Linked DNA regions of Zea mays: all the other regions are linked to region 1. The links are chromatin contacts, called in public Hi-C maps. All regions are on one chromosome and are shown on one strand. The core of a region is the stretch at or near the end of the contact, and the rest is flanking DNA. Distances in the headings are between cores, read along the strand shown. Region 1 holds the start of LOC542510 (hexokinase3). Region 2 holds the start of LOC100381528 (oxidative stress 3). Region 3 holds the start of LOC100280678.

Evidence for each region. Hi-C and Micro-C count contacts between places; a contact is called where the count stands out from the background.
Region 2: a Hi-C map of bundle sheath shows a contact between it and region 1, with 2.8 times the contacts expected there. The contact joins the promoter of LOC100381528 here to the promoter of LOC542510 in region 1. A contact is called at or near these places in 8 of 25 Hi-C or Micro-C datasets (bundle sheath, ear, endosperm and 3 more) and 1 of 3 datasets of contacts at active chromatin or transcription factors (leaf).
Region 3: a Hi-C map of tassel shows a contact between it and region 1, with 2.6 times the contacts expected there. The contact joins the promoter of LOC100280678 here to the promoter of LOC542510 in region 1. A contact is called at or near these places in 4 of 25 Hi-C or Micro-C datasets (ear, leaf and tassel) and 1 of 3 datasets of contacts at active chromatin or transcription factors (leaf).

Annotation. Positions count from the first base shown.
Region 1 is chr8:127,820,419-127,824,789 of Zm-B73-REFERENCE-NAM-5.0, reverse strand. LOC542510 (hexokinase3) reads right to left here and starts at 2,744. Exons shown (of 9, transcript NM_001112059.2): 1 at 2,297-2,744; 2 at 1,099-1,249; 3 at 829-1,011. The coding sequence starts at 2,595.
Region 2 is chr8:127,973,358-127,978,360 of Zm-B73-REFERENCE-NAM-5.0, reverse strand. It overlaps LOC100381528 (oxidative stress 3), which reads right to left and starts at 1,517. Exons shown (of 2, transcript NM_001174357.1): 1 at 1,206-1,517; 2 at 612-1,112. The coding sequence starts at 1,399. The coding sequence ends at 851.
Region 3 is chr8:127,993,241-127,997,674 of Zm-B73-REFERENCE-NAM-5.0, reverse strand. It overlaps LOC100280678, which reads left to right and starts at 1,952. Exons shown (of 1, transcript NM_001159256.2): 1 at 1,952-3,008. The coding sequence starts at 2,079. The coding sequence ends at 2,867. LOC100281266 reads left to right here. Exons shown (of 1, transcript NM_001154185.2): 1 at 1-537. The coding sequence ends at 497.

The DNA.
Region 1 (4,371 bases), core at 1,495-3,994:
CACTAGGATGTAGTATATTTGAAGCACTTGAGAGGGTGCCTATATGTTTTTGACAAAATTTTACAAAATGAAGCACTGTTGGAGTAGTTTTTCCTGTTTAGAGCCCTATATTTCAATTTGAGGCACTAGTTTGAGGCATTGTTGGAGATGCTCTTAGAGTCTCATAAATGTCCTTCCAGTCTAAACTTAATCTACTTCCAGACAAACAATTCTGTTTGATCATTAATCCATGAGGTGGAAAATGAACAGAGACAATTTGGTAAGTTTGTTTAAAGGTAAGAAAATTAGAATGAAATCACATTTACAAAAGCACATCAATTAAAGTTCAAATTGACATAGGCACATAGCTACTACAAAATATCAGAGTCACTACTCTATACTAAACTAAACTCTATACTAGAAAAAATCTAGGAGAAACTACATATCATTTCTTTGCAAAAGGAAATGTGGTCAGGACATCAGCTGGTACAACCTGGTGCTACTTAATGGTACATAGGTACCCCTCAAATTGGGTTTATGAAGGAAATATCGAAGATAAATTCATGTACTATTAAGAAACTCCACTTTTAGGGTAATTAAAAAATTCCACTTTTTTAGGCAATAAGAAATTACACATTGATCCCACCTTAGGGCTTGTTTGTTTTACTCTCAACACATGTGGATTGGGTGGAATTGAGTGAGTTTAAATCCCAAACAAGTCAAAATCTTTCATAATTTTTTTCAGTCCCATCCTATCCACATGGGATACGAATAACCAAATAAGGCCTTACTGAACTATAGGAAGGTATTCAATAGATCGAATTAGGTAAAATTGTTTCAATTTTTTACCGTGCCATTGATGGAAAAGCCCTTTGTCCACTTGATGAGTGTTCCTGATGATATTGATGTTTGGTTCACCGGGAAGGAAAAAGTGAAACCAAGTTCTCTCTGCCTACCCTCTGGGAGTTGGAAATCTTCACCTTCAGTACCGACAAATTTAGCCAATGCAGCAGCAATGAAATCAAATAGTTCCTGTATCAATAATTCAAGATACATAAGACAAACAGTGTTGAAAACGCACAACTTCAAGAAACTAAAATTAGAACAGCAAGTACTCACCATGGAAGTCCCGACCATCAAATGTGGTGGAATGGAAACCTCCTCATACTGTTGTTTGACAACACGTTTCTCCTTTCCTCCTAGCTGGACTCGCAGCACACGGAAGTTGGTCCCTCCAAGATCCAGTGCATAAAACAGCCCATGTTCATCTCTGCAGAAGCAAAACCCATATGTGGATAAATGAAGTGCAGCACAAGTGTTAGAGTTAACATTCCACGCTGAAGAGTGGATTGCCTTAACAAACTGGTGGTGATAGAACCACTAGAGCAACTCCAAGAGCCTCTTTATATCCTTCCGTAATGGTAGGAATAGAGATTTTGGTTGGGAAAAAAACCCAACAGGTCTTCAATTAGATATCTAAATATTGTCATCATCTATTCCTGGTTACTCACTGGCCAAAGATGGAGAGCAAGGATGGCTCTCCAAAGTGGGTACAAAATATAGAGAAACTGTTAGAAGATGAAAGGATATAGAGAGCGGCTTTTATTCAAATGGCTCTCCGAATGAGGATTTAGAGAATGAAATTAAAAAGTCTCTTGGTGATGCTCTTATATTTAATAGCACCTATTTTTCTGGAGTTGACTGACAATTTTTAACTGCAATGCTTCTTGAGACCATAGTGATTTTACCAATTTATTGCACCAGATAAGCTCAATTAGTAGATATAATAAATGTACAAACTGCTAAAACAAACCATAAGTCCCGGAACAACACATTGACATTTGAACAGAAGCAATATAGATAGAGTGCTACCAAATCTAATATCTATAGTAGAGCCTACTTGGATTGGAGGGTGCCTAGACTCCGGAGCTGCCTATGCTCACTGATTCATATAGTCCTACAAATATCGGGACGTAACAATCCACAGTTTGGCCCATGGCCATGGGAGAGAATCGCTTAATCATGACAAGGACAAGCGCAGCCATACCGTAAAAATCACAATCAGATCTCTACCTGATTTGCCAATAAAAAGGTTTCGCCAAGCTTACGCGATCAAGGACACGCTTTTGAGTCCAGATCACGTCCGTATGTGCCTTTTTTTTCTTTCCCACGAGAAGCCGGCATGTCTCGGATCACAAAGCTCACGCGGCCCAGATCACAATCAGTCAATCACACCCTGGAACTGGAACTGGAAGGGAAAAAGAAAAAGAAAGGAAAAGGGGATGCAAGATCAGACAGGGAGCGGGGAGCCGTTTACCCGGTGGGGAGGCTGTCGACGTAGCTAATGAGCATCTTGAGCTGCGCGTGGATGTCCCCGCGCAGGCCGCGCTCCATCTCGGCGACCATGGCGTCCGCGATGCTCCGCAGCAGCGCCGTGGGCGTGGCGAGGCTGCTCTCGACCTCCTCGATCACGGCGGCCGCGCGCCTCCTCCTCTCCGCCTCCGCGGACCCCAGGAGGTCGGCGTCTCGCTTACGCCGGCGGCGCTCCAGCACCACCGCCACCCCGACCGCCGCACACGCCACGACCGCCGCGCCCACCACCACGGCCTTCACCATCGCCGCCGATCCTGGCCCCTACCTCGCGCCCCCCGGCCTTCGAGCGGGTCGATCCGAACGCCGCACGCGTTCCGCGCTCTGGATCCGAGGCCAAGGCCAACGCCAACGAACCAATTCTTCCCTCCCCGTGCGCGTAGGAGAAGAGGGAGACGGGAGGCAGCCACTGGCACCGGCGTTTTAACCGGTGGCCAACCACCCCTCGTCTTTCCAGAAATCACGGGTCCACCCTCGGTTTCGGACGGCCACGATCTGCTTCGCGTCAAGGGGCAAGGGCGGGCTGGATCGGAGCGTGAGGTGGACGTGGACGGATCTGGGGGGGTTTGTCTCGTAATATGGCTTCCGGGACAAGAGCATGTTTGGATATATGCGATAATTTCCGGATCGGTATGAGATTAGTTGCAGGATGGAAATAGATAAGCGATTGCGATCATCGTGGTAGCCATTTGACACCGACAGGTGTTGAGGTGACAGACACCTACCATCTCGGGACCACCTTGCAGTGAGGTAACGGAATTGAAAGCGAGAGTCTCATCCCAGTATCCCACGTGGACGGCCGGGTCGCGGGCCTGTTGGAGATTCGTGTACGGTAAGCCGTCCGCGCGCGGTTGCAAGGTCAACTGTCAGCCAGCAACTGTGTCCCCGCTGCACGAATAGCTCTTCAACGATGGCTCAGGCCAAACACCACCGACACCTGGGCCCGTGGGCCGTGCAAGCCATAGATAGATACGGTGGATACATGTTGGTGAATGATCTACTCCATAAAACATTTGCGGTGGCACGAATGCAGTGCCTGTTTCTGTGCCGAAAAAGGGTCAAAGATATATGAACATGGATACATGAAGGATCTTTACTTTGGTCGAGCCCAAATGTTTGATGTTTCTATAGTTACTTGCATTACTAATAATAGATCAATTAATTTCCACAACCCGAACAAAAGGGATGCACTCCATCTATTTTTCCACATGCCCTTGTTGGTTGGAACTATGTTAATACTCAACTCATCAAATATCTCCAACGGTGCCTAATTTAATGATTTTTTATCAAAAGAAATAGGGCGGACGCCCAAATATACAACACTCTGAATCAGTGTCATATTCTTGTTTTATAAATCATCCTCAATCTTTTCTCTTCTAGTAATCCAATTTATTTCATAAAATACATTATTTAGGGTTTAACTGTTGCAGCACAATTTGTTTTTAGTGATCTAAACATTTTAAATGATGTAGTATTTTGATTTTTGCATACTATTTTGATACATTTTGTTGGAGATGCTCTAGGTGTAATCAAACTCTAATTATAGATTTTTAATATTAATGATCACGTAACTATAGGAATAATGAGATTTCTCGAGTTAAGAATATATTAAATAAAAAGATAATACATAAGTTGGCGGAGCCCCCAATAAATAAAGACGCGACAATCAACACAAATGCGTTTAAATTCATTTCATATTTAAAATTTGAGTAAAGAACATTGCATTGTAAAGAGGATGCATATGATGAGAACATCACTCCCATACAAATAACACATGGGCCGACAATACGAGCACATCATGCATGACAGATAAATCTCCAGGTTTATTCTTACCTAGTCAGTTGTATTTTGGATCTTATGTTTTGTGTCATAGATGTTTTGATGATTACAAACCTTGGAAAGGACCATCAAGGACTTGAGAAATGTCAAGTTGTCAAAGAAGGAGAAGGTAGGATGTTCACAATAAGAGAAAGCCAAGTCCGACTCAACTTCGTCTTCATCTCGAAGTCCAGGACCAGTCTG
Region 2 (5,003 bases), core at 268-2,767, 150 kb before region 1:
TGCTGTTTGCACATCCTGCAGAATTATTCTCTCGGGACAGAACTGTATGGTCTGGCCTGTGGGTGGCGTGAGAGATTTGGCTATCGGAGATCTGACCTGAGTATTGGTGTAGAGATTGCGAGAGATCTCAATGTTTTCCTTGGACGTGCTGTCTCTCGCGCAGGGGGCCCACTGTCGCCTGGCGAGAGGGAGAGCAAGAGTGACGGATGAGAGCGACGTGGAGGTTTTTAATTGGTCCAGCCGTTGCAACTAGTTATTTTTGGAGTCCGAAAAATTCAAAAAATGAAAAAAAAAATCACAAATTTGATCATCAATCTCTATAAATACCCCTACTAAAGACCATCGATCTCTCTGGAGCTCTTTCCACACACTATTTCATTATGTTATACGATTTCTGAGCGAGCGCTGAAATAAACTTGTGTGAATTCTAAAAAAACTGAGCTATATAGCCTTCTATGGTCTGTACACTGAATCAAAGTTGAGTTGAGAGCTTATGTGGTAGGTGCGGGAGAGGATTCGGTTAATGGTCACTCCAAAGGAAGGAAACAGTCGATCATTATTTTCTGCCAGGACTGCAGTGCTTCGTATTTACCCAAACAGCAGTTTGTTTTGCCGAGCAGCAACAGTGCAGAACGGTCAATTATGTTGTGAGTGAGTCCCTCTAGTGCTCTACAGGTACTCCGATAGCAGAGCAAGCAACAGTTCACACCACCTCGTAAAATTCTCACAGTCAAGTCAAGTCAAGCCCGTGAAGGAAATCCCGCAGAACAAGAGTAGAGAAGTAAAAAAAAAAAAGAGAGAACGAAAAAACAGTTGCAGTGCTCTCGTCGTCTGCCTACAGGCTACAGCCTCACTGGTGGTACCCGTTCTGAATTGGGGCCGTGGGCCGTCCTGAACCCGTTGGCGGCGGCGAGGCCGAGGTCGGCGCAGGAGCTGGAGGCGGGCTTCTTGGCCACATCATCCCTCCCAGTCCCAGTCCCAGCGCGCCGTAGCTCTTGTTGGTCCTGTGCTTGTAGGGGCTGCCCTTCTTGCGCAGGTCCTCCAGGCAGCGCACCTCCGACATGCACGCGAACGACTGCGACTTGCCCTCGTAGTACCGCGATAGCCCTTTCCTGCAAGCCAGCCAGCCAGGTCCCCGATTCATGAGCAAAAATACCGTGAGGCGTGAGAAGACAGACCATGGGTGCAGGCGCGCGCGCACTTACTTGGCTGGGAGCTGCTGCGACACCATGGACGCCATGTCGTAGATGCTGTCCGAGTTCATCCTCCGCAGCGGCGGCACGAACGCGCGGCGCTCCTGGTCGCACGAGCCCTCGCCGCCGGAGACGGACGGCGCCGTCTCGAACAGCTCCTCGTCCCCCTCCTCGCGGTCCGCCGCGCCTCCAAGCCGGTAGCTCATGTCGCTCTGCTCTGCAGCGGCAAAGCCTCGCTCCGTCTCGCTCTCGCTAGCGGCTCACCCGAACAACCCAGGAGAAACGCTTCTCCCTCTCGGTCTCTTCCGCTTCGCTTCCTTGGGCTCCCTCTGCGCGTCGGCCTCCGCGGTGCGCGCTTTTATATAACTCCCGGCGCCACGCCGCGGCGAGATAACGCGCCCCGCGCCTGCCCTCCCCGCCCGCTTTCTCTCCGTCGGTCCATTGACGGATTGACCAACGCAAAAACCATCTGTCCATCTCGCGTCGCGAGCGAGTAACGTGCGAAATTCGGTGCGGAAACCATTTGTTTTTGCAGCGGTTCGTGGTCGTGCCCTCGCATCTCCCCGCCTGTGGCACTGTGCCGAGTGCCGTCGCGTCCATGGCACATCGGGTCCTGCGACCCACGCCGACACGTGGGGTGTAAATCTGCGTTAATAAAGGCGTGTTGGCTCGGGCTGGCCACTGCGGCGCTGCCACGCATGGCTTTCGCTCCGGAATCTGTTCTCCGATCTTATCCTCATCTCACTCCGGGTCCCGCGCGCACGAGGCCAGGTTTGGTTCGCAATCGCACCGGGTGGGGGTGCTGGCCGGTGGCCGCCAATCTCCGGGTCCGAACGCTCGGACTCGACCGGTCCGAAAGCGTGAACTCTGGTTTTGTTTAGATTATATCGTATATAAAATAATTTGAAATTTCTAACGATAAAAAACTTTTGTATCCGTAGTGTCTTGTGTACTGGTCTGGGTTACAACCGAAAATCTTTACGACCAAGCGTTTCGGGACAATCGAACCAAAACAGCCTATAGGAACTAGCTGGCTTATGGCTGGAGTAAATGGATAGCTTATAAGGAATTATTAAGATAAACTTCATTGGTATAAAAAGCGTGAAATCAAATACTTCTAAATACTTCTCCATCCAAAAATATAATATAATTTGTTTTAGACTAAAGATACATTCATTAATTAACCGGGGTCATGTGCTACTTCCAGATGGTAGATTGCCGCATCAGCTTGAAACTCACCTCCTTCTGTTTTTTTTTTTTTTTTTGCTTGAATCTGAGGGTTTTTTTTCTACGGTGTCATTATGTTCAGAATCATATTCAGAACTTACATCAAAACTAATGTTATACTCCAGGTTCGATTCGATTATGTGCATTGCGCTTGGGTTGAAACACAGGAGAGGTTTCGCTCTCAGGGATGTGTGCTTATGTGTACTACGTGGCGTCTGATTTGCTAACTTGCGGCGAGACTAGATACATATGTTTTTCCGTTTCAAGAAAAGGTGCTCCCCAAGTCAGGATTGATCGGTTCGCTCTCAATTCATATAAATTAAGTGGGATTGAGGCCTTGTTCGGTTAGAATAGATTGAGCAGGATTGAAGAGATTTAATCTATTTTTATACAAATTTGTATATGAGGGGATTTAATCCTCCTCAATCCACTTTAAACCGAACAAGATATGAGTGTGTTTAAATACCAAGCAAGTCAAACTTCTTATGGCTTGTTCGTCTTACTCTCAATCCATATGTATTGGGTGGGATTGAATGAGTTTCAATCCCGAACAAGTTGTTGGCACCGATCCAAGCACCAATCACTGCGATGATAACCGGTAGCGGTGCTCTCTGCGGAGGCGCGGACGGTCCGTGGCCAGGGGCCGGACGATTCGCGACCTGGCACTGAGGCTAGTGTTCATGCCTTACGAGGCGGACGGTCCACGCATGCGCAGGGGCAGCGGAGTTTGCCGGCAGCGCCTTAATCTCGCTCCCGGGAGGGACCCTGGCGGAGAGAAGAGATCCTAGACTTTGTCTTGGGATCGGTAGGCCGCCCAAGACGCCTCTAAGCGACGTAGAGCCGAAGAGATGTGAAGATTTGAGATAGAGAGAGGCTAAACTAGGGCTAAACTAGAACTACTCTTAATGCATAAGGTAAAAACGAGATGTATATTGATTATTGATTTGATTGTTGGTGTTTCAATCGGCCATAGTCCTCTCTATATATAGGGGATCTGGACCCGTTACAAGCCGTCTCCCAAGCTAATTCTACAGATTTAGCTAACAAATAACACAAGAAACTCAGAACCCTAACTGATTTTGCGCGTGCGCTGACCGTCCGGTCTTAGGGCCGGAACCGTCGGCTCGACCCATCCTGCTACTCAGCACAAGTCAAAATTCTTCATATTTTTTTTCAGTCACATCTAATTCAAATGAATTCAAATGAGATAGGAATAACCGATCAAGTCCTTATTTTTTTAAATCACATTCAATCCTTAACCGAATAAAGTCTTATATGGTAGGTTTATTGCACGTGTTTATTTGAGATGATTAGTAGGCTGCATGGGTTCGAGTGGGGATGATGAGAGTTGTTCGGTGGTTAGGCACCATGTCATTTTCCTATGATCTATCGTCGAGAGTTCACGAACGAAACGAGCGTTTAGGCGCGGTGTCATTTTCTCACATAATCTATATACTAAAGATCCTCTCTTCTTTTTTTTTTTCTCCTTTCCCTGAAAAGCATCTAATAAGTGAGACCATTTATACCTTGTTCGGTTAATCCCGTTATCTATGAACTAGATGAGATTGGAAAACATTGTAAAGAAATTTAACTTATTTAAGATTTAAACTCACTCAATCTCACTCAATCCACATGGATTGAGAGCTAAATGAATAAACCCTTAAGTGCAGGAACCACGGAGACCAATCCAGCTCCGTCAGCATACCAGGTCTACAGAAACGTGCAGGCGGAAGTGATTCTAAAGTCCAACAACGTACGTACATGCCTTGAAACGCATCATTCGCCGTGGTCACAACCGCATGGATCTCTCATTCTCTCGTTTCCCTTTTCCGTGAGAACAACCGAACAGAACAGTATCATCTCAGTCGTACTCGAACCGCATTGCTGTACTGCAACTGCAACGCGACGTCATCTCTATAGCCCAGTTGACAGAAGGCGCAGAACATCTGGCACGGGAGGCGACGTGCCGCGTTCTGGTCTTCTGGAAGTGCGTGTCCGACGGACGGACGGAGGCGGAGCCCGGCGATCCTGACACGCCGCGGGGGCGGGGCTTGATTGGCGGCACGTAGGCCAGCCAGGGGCCGGGTGGGAAGACCCCGGCGCCGTTTCCGGGGACACGGCCACGCGAGACCTGGGACAGGCTTTCAGCTTTCTTGTGGTCGTCGCCGAGCACGATGCGTGTCCACTGTCCACGCTGCCAAATGCGCCCCCGGTTCTCGCCTTTTCGGCCACCTATCGCTAGCGCGGGTCGAGTGCCCGTTAGAGATGGCAACGGGTACAAACCCGTTGGGTTTTGCTTTGCCGTCCCAAATCCGTACCCATGAAAAATATCTATGCCCATTAAAAAACCCGTGCCCATGACGGGTTTGAGATTTTGCCCAAACCCATACCCATCGGGTTAGCGGGTACCCATGGGTTACCCGCGGGTTTCATCTCAAATATACTTGTTCTTCTCATAATCAATAAGAATTATAATGATTAATGAGATCATGACCCAAAATCTATGTAATGAACAACGAGTTCATGATTTGGTATAAAAATTATTAGTAGAGAGAATGAAATACAAATAATAAGTTGTATAAT
Region 3 (4,434 bases), core at 703-3,202, 170 kb before region 1:
TCAACAACGTCTGGCTCACGGCCATCAGCGCCGGGCCCGGGACGGGGCCGGGGGCCGCCGCCCCCGTGGCCGCCAACGCCACGCTCACCGCCGACGTCTCCGTGGACAACCCCAACGCCGCGGCGTTCAGGTTCTCGCGGACCGAGACGGACGTCTACTACGAGGGCCGGACGGTGAGCGTGGCGTACGCGCCCGCCGGCCGCGTCGGCGCGCGCGGGAGCGTCCGGATGAACGTCACGGTCGACCTCCTCGCCGACCGCCTCGCGCGCGCCGTCAACGGCACCGGCCTCGTGTTCGGCCAGGAGTACCAACTCCACACCTACACGGCGATCAACGGCACGGTCAATGTGCTGGGGATCGTCAAGAAGCACATCCAGATCAGGCTCAACTGCTCCACCGTCATCCAGGTTGGGGGAGCGGCTGCCGCGCTGGAGTACGGGGCTGCGTCCACAGTGCAGAGCAAGGGCGTCGATTGTTTAGCAGATGTCACCCTGTGAGTTGTGACTGTGAGTGAGTAGGTTCAAGAGTGGCGAGCAGATAGTTTTCTATTTTGAATCTCTTTAGCAAGTATTTGGTGTATTTGTCTTGGCGGATAAAGTTACCTTCATTTACTTGATTTGAAAGCTAAAGAAAGAAAGTAAGCTCGATGATCATCGACATCTCGAACTCTTTTGACATCAACTCACCAAACTCCTTACAATGACCTTCATTTATCGAGCCAAAGATTTAATTGCCAACATAAACTTGATAGAACTTGAGGGATTTTGACCAACGTTGTGATTCCTCGAGGGATTTTGACAAGGGTGTGTGAAAGCAAGAGAAGATCATTCTCCTTGTGTTATTGAGCACTTGATGAAGCCCTAGTCATTTAGTGCGTTAATTAATTAATTAATTAATTAATCATAGAGCTTAACTCCTAGAAAACTAAATGTTGCCCAGGATAGGATAAAAGGAGTGGGTCGAAAAAAACTCCACAGCCTTTATGATGACGTCGGAATGGCCGCTTCCAATACACCTGCATCCAAGGCAATGATTGATCATATCGAAGGCAGAGAGCTAGGGGAAGCACCCGAAGGTCTCAAGAGAATGCATGACTGCCAATAATGAATGTTGGACAACATAGAACTGTAGAGCAGCTAGGCCGGCACCATCAGCAACTCGAGGAACTTGATAGCTGCAGGAGGTAACGATGGCCTCGCACTCGCTGATAAACAAAGTACGATGTTATGTTCATTAGTTCATACATGAATATGATAATTTCTCTCGACTCTAGCACACACTTGGGGCCGAAACTCTAAAGTTGGGCCGGTGTGCGAGAGCAGGCCGGGCCTGATATTCTTGGGCTTGAGGCTGTCTGCCTTGAGTCGGGGCGCTGCTAACGGTCATCTATTTCACGCTCCATCCATATGCAGGGGCCGGGGGGGGGGGGGGGGGGGGGGGACGGTTACCGCGGGCGGAAATGTCCGTACTCCGTAGGCTCCCTCCCGAGTCAGCTGATGCAAATTTTATTTTAAGGTGCACGGAAGTATATGCTCTCTTTAGTACCAGGATAAATATATATGTCCAGGTGCCTTGCCTCTTCTCAGGGGCATGGCTGCTGGATCCACAAGAGTAGTGATGCAGCTGTGTACGTGTGGGTGTCCCGTACTGCGCAGCAGACCACGCCGTACAGCAGCGCAGCTCGAAACCTCACCGGCCCAGCCGCAAAAGCGCCCGGTGGCCCGCCCCATTTCCTTCGCCGAGAGGCCGCGACGTGGCGAGCAACATGCAGCACGGGCCTCCACGCCTCTCCACGTAGTCGCCCCGCGCCAAACCACCTCCCCACGACGCCACGCCAGCCTCCGATAGCTCGGCAACCAACAGAGCCCTCAATACCGCCCATGCCGGTTGCCGGATACGATACCGCCCCAGCCCAACCCCTATAAAACCCCGCGCCACCAACCCTACGGTTGTTATATCTCCTCAAGGCACGTTCACCACAGTCCTCTCTTTCCCCGGCACCACCACCACCCAGGCTAACCGGACTGGACCGAGTGTTGAACAACACTGAGGGCGAGGCAGATAGAGCGACGGCAGGCATGGTGAGCCGTGAAAATTTGCACCTGGTGCTGGACCCGGCGTCTCTGGGCGCGCCGTGGGCCGACCCGTCCGCCGCAGAGATCCCGCCGCAGCTCCTCGCCGCGCTGGGAGAGTACCTCTCCTCCACCCGCGCCGAGGGCGGCGACGTCGCGACGGAGGCGGACGACGAGTTCATGATGCACGAGTTCAAGGTGCGGCGGTGCGCGCGCGCGCGGAGCCACGACTGGACGGCGTGCCCCTACGCGCACCCGGGGGAGGCCGCGCGGCGGCGGGACCCGCGCCGCGTGGCCTACGCGGGGGAGCCGTGCCCGGACTTCCGGCGCCGCCCGGGCGCGGGCGCCGCGTGCCCGCGCGGGGCCGCCTGCCCGCTCGCGCACGGCACCTTCGAGCTGTGGCTCCACCCGTCCCGCTACCGCACGCGCCCCTGCCGCGCGGGCGCTGCCTGCCGCCGCCGCGTCTGCTTCTTCGCGCACGCCGCGGCCGAGCTCCGCGCCGGCGCCGGCGCCGGCGCCGGCGCCGCCAAGGACGGCTGCTCGCCGCTCGCGCTGTCGCTCTCGCCCAAGTCGACGCTGGCGCCGCCCTGGGAGTCGCCGCCGGTGTCGCCGGTGGAGGGCCGGAGGTGGGTCGACGAGCCGGCGGACGCCGAGGTGGAGGAGCTGTTGCTCGCGATGCGGGAGCTCGGATTCAGGAAGGCCAAGGCGTCGTCGTCGGCGCCGGTCCTGCCTGCGGCTGCGGTCACGGAGGACGACGGGCCGGACTTGGGATGGGTGTCGGAGCTGGTGATGTAGGCGTCCAAGATGTGGTGGATGCCGATCTGCGATCTCCTTCGCTCGCTGCTGCCGGCGTCGTCAACGGAACAGCTTCGTTAAGCAATATTGATCGTACCATTTTCTTTCATGAATTTGCATCATTCTTCTTGTGGATATAAACCAAACCTGGTGCAACTATTAATACTGCAATCTGTAAGCGTGGCGTGCTGCTGTACATGGTTCTCGTTCGTTCGATCATTACTACCAGTGTATATACAAAGTGTAGTTGCCTTCGCTGTCAGTACACTGCTGCCTTCTGGAATCGGTGTTCAGCTAATCTGCAATTAATCGGTGTTCAGTCGTGGAAGTACGTGTGTTCCATTCATCCGATCACTGCAGGGGGATTGGTCTTGGATGAAGGAAATGCGGTAGAGTTTCTGCAAATGGGAAACCAACATGGCCGGGCCGGTGATGACGACGATTCGCCATTGCCGCCATGACGCCGTCAGTGAGGCGGCCGGACGATGAGTACGACAAACATCCCCGGGGTTAAGAGGGGACGACGAAGTTGCGACCTTCCAAAGATGAAGCCCTAGCCCCTGGTCCAGAACATACTCTGGAGTCTGGACCGAGGGAGGTCGCAGTAAGCGGCGCGGCGGCACACAGCATAGGGCGATGCGATGCCAAATGAAGCTGCGCGAAGCCTCTTCTTTTCTCTTCTCTAAAAGAAGCGGACAAACCAATTCGCAAGTGGCAATTGACTGTCCAGTCCACTACGGCGATCCACGAAATCATTTGGTCCGTATTGTCCTTATCTGTTCGTTGGATCTGCATAATAATCTTCGGTTCCCCGCACGATTCATCGCATCGGCACCGAGGACCACGGTCCACGGGCACGGAAGACAAATCGGAGCCACGAAAGCGAAGCGCCCGTCGGATTGCAGCAAAACAACTAGCTTTAGCACTCCAACTTTGCTCCGCCCGGAGGCCGGAGCCCAGGACGTTTGTGCGCCGTGCGTGGCTGCCCAAGTTTCGCTCGCCCGGGCTTTTTCGCTGGGTTTCCCTCCTCGGCCGCACGCCACGCGACCACGGGTTCGGGCTCTCGTCTCGTCGCACCAGCTCCGCACGGGCAGAGGAAAAGGACGGGGGCCAAGTTGGGCTCCGAAGCTGCGGTTTTTATTGATCTCGCTGCAAGGCGGGGCGGAGTGGTGTCTCGCTTTCGCTCTCGCTTTCTCCCCGTCTCGACGCGCGCGGCTCGGCAGTATCTGGTGGTTGGTGGCTTGGTGCTCGCCTGCTCGGGCAGGAAGAAAAGGTTGCCTGGTTAGACCAACTTAACCAACTCCAGCAGACTCCCTCTCCGTATCCGTATTTAGCACGGCCAACAGTTTCTCTCTCCTCTCCGTATCCGTCCCCGTTTCCAGCAGACTCCGTATTTTGCACTCCGCATGCAGTCTATGACAGCTGGGGCCCGCGAGCAGCCGCGAGCACATGCAGTCAGCTGCGGAGAGGAGAGAGAAACCGTGGAAAAGGGGAGTGCAGGTACAGGGCGTGCGTTTTAGGGAGACGGATGCGGAGACTGCTGGACTGATGAATAGTGTGCTCCGCT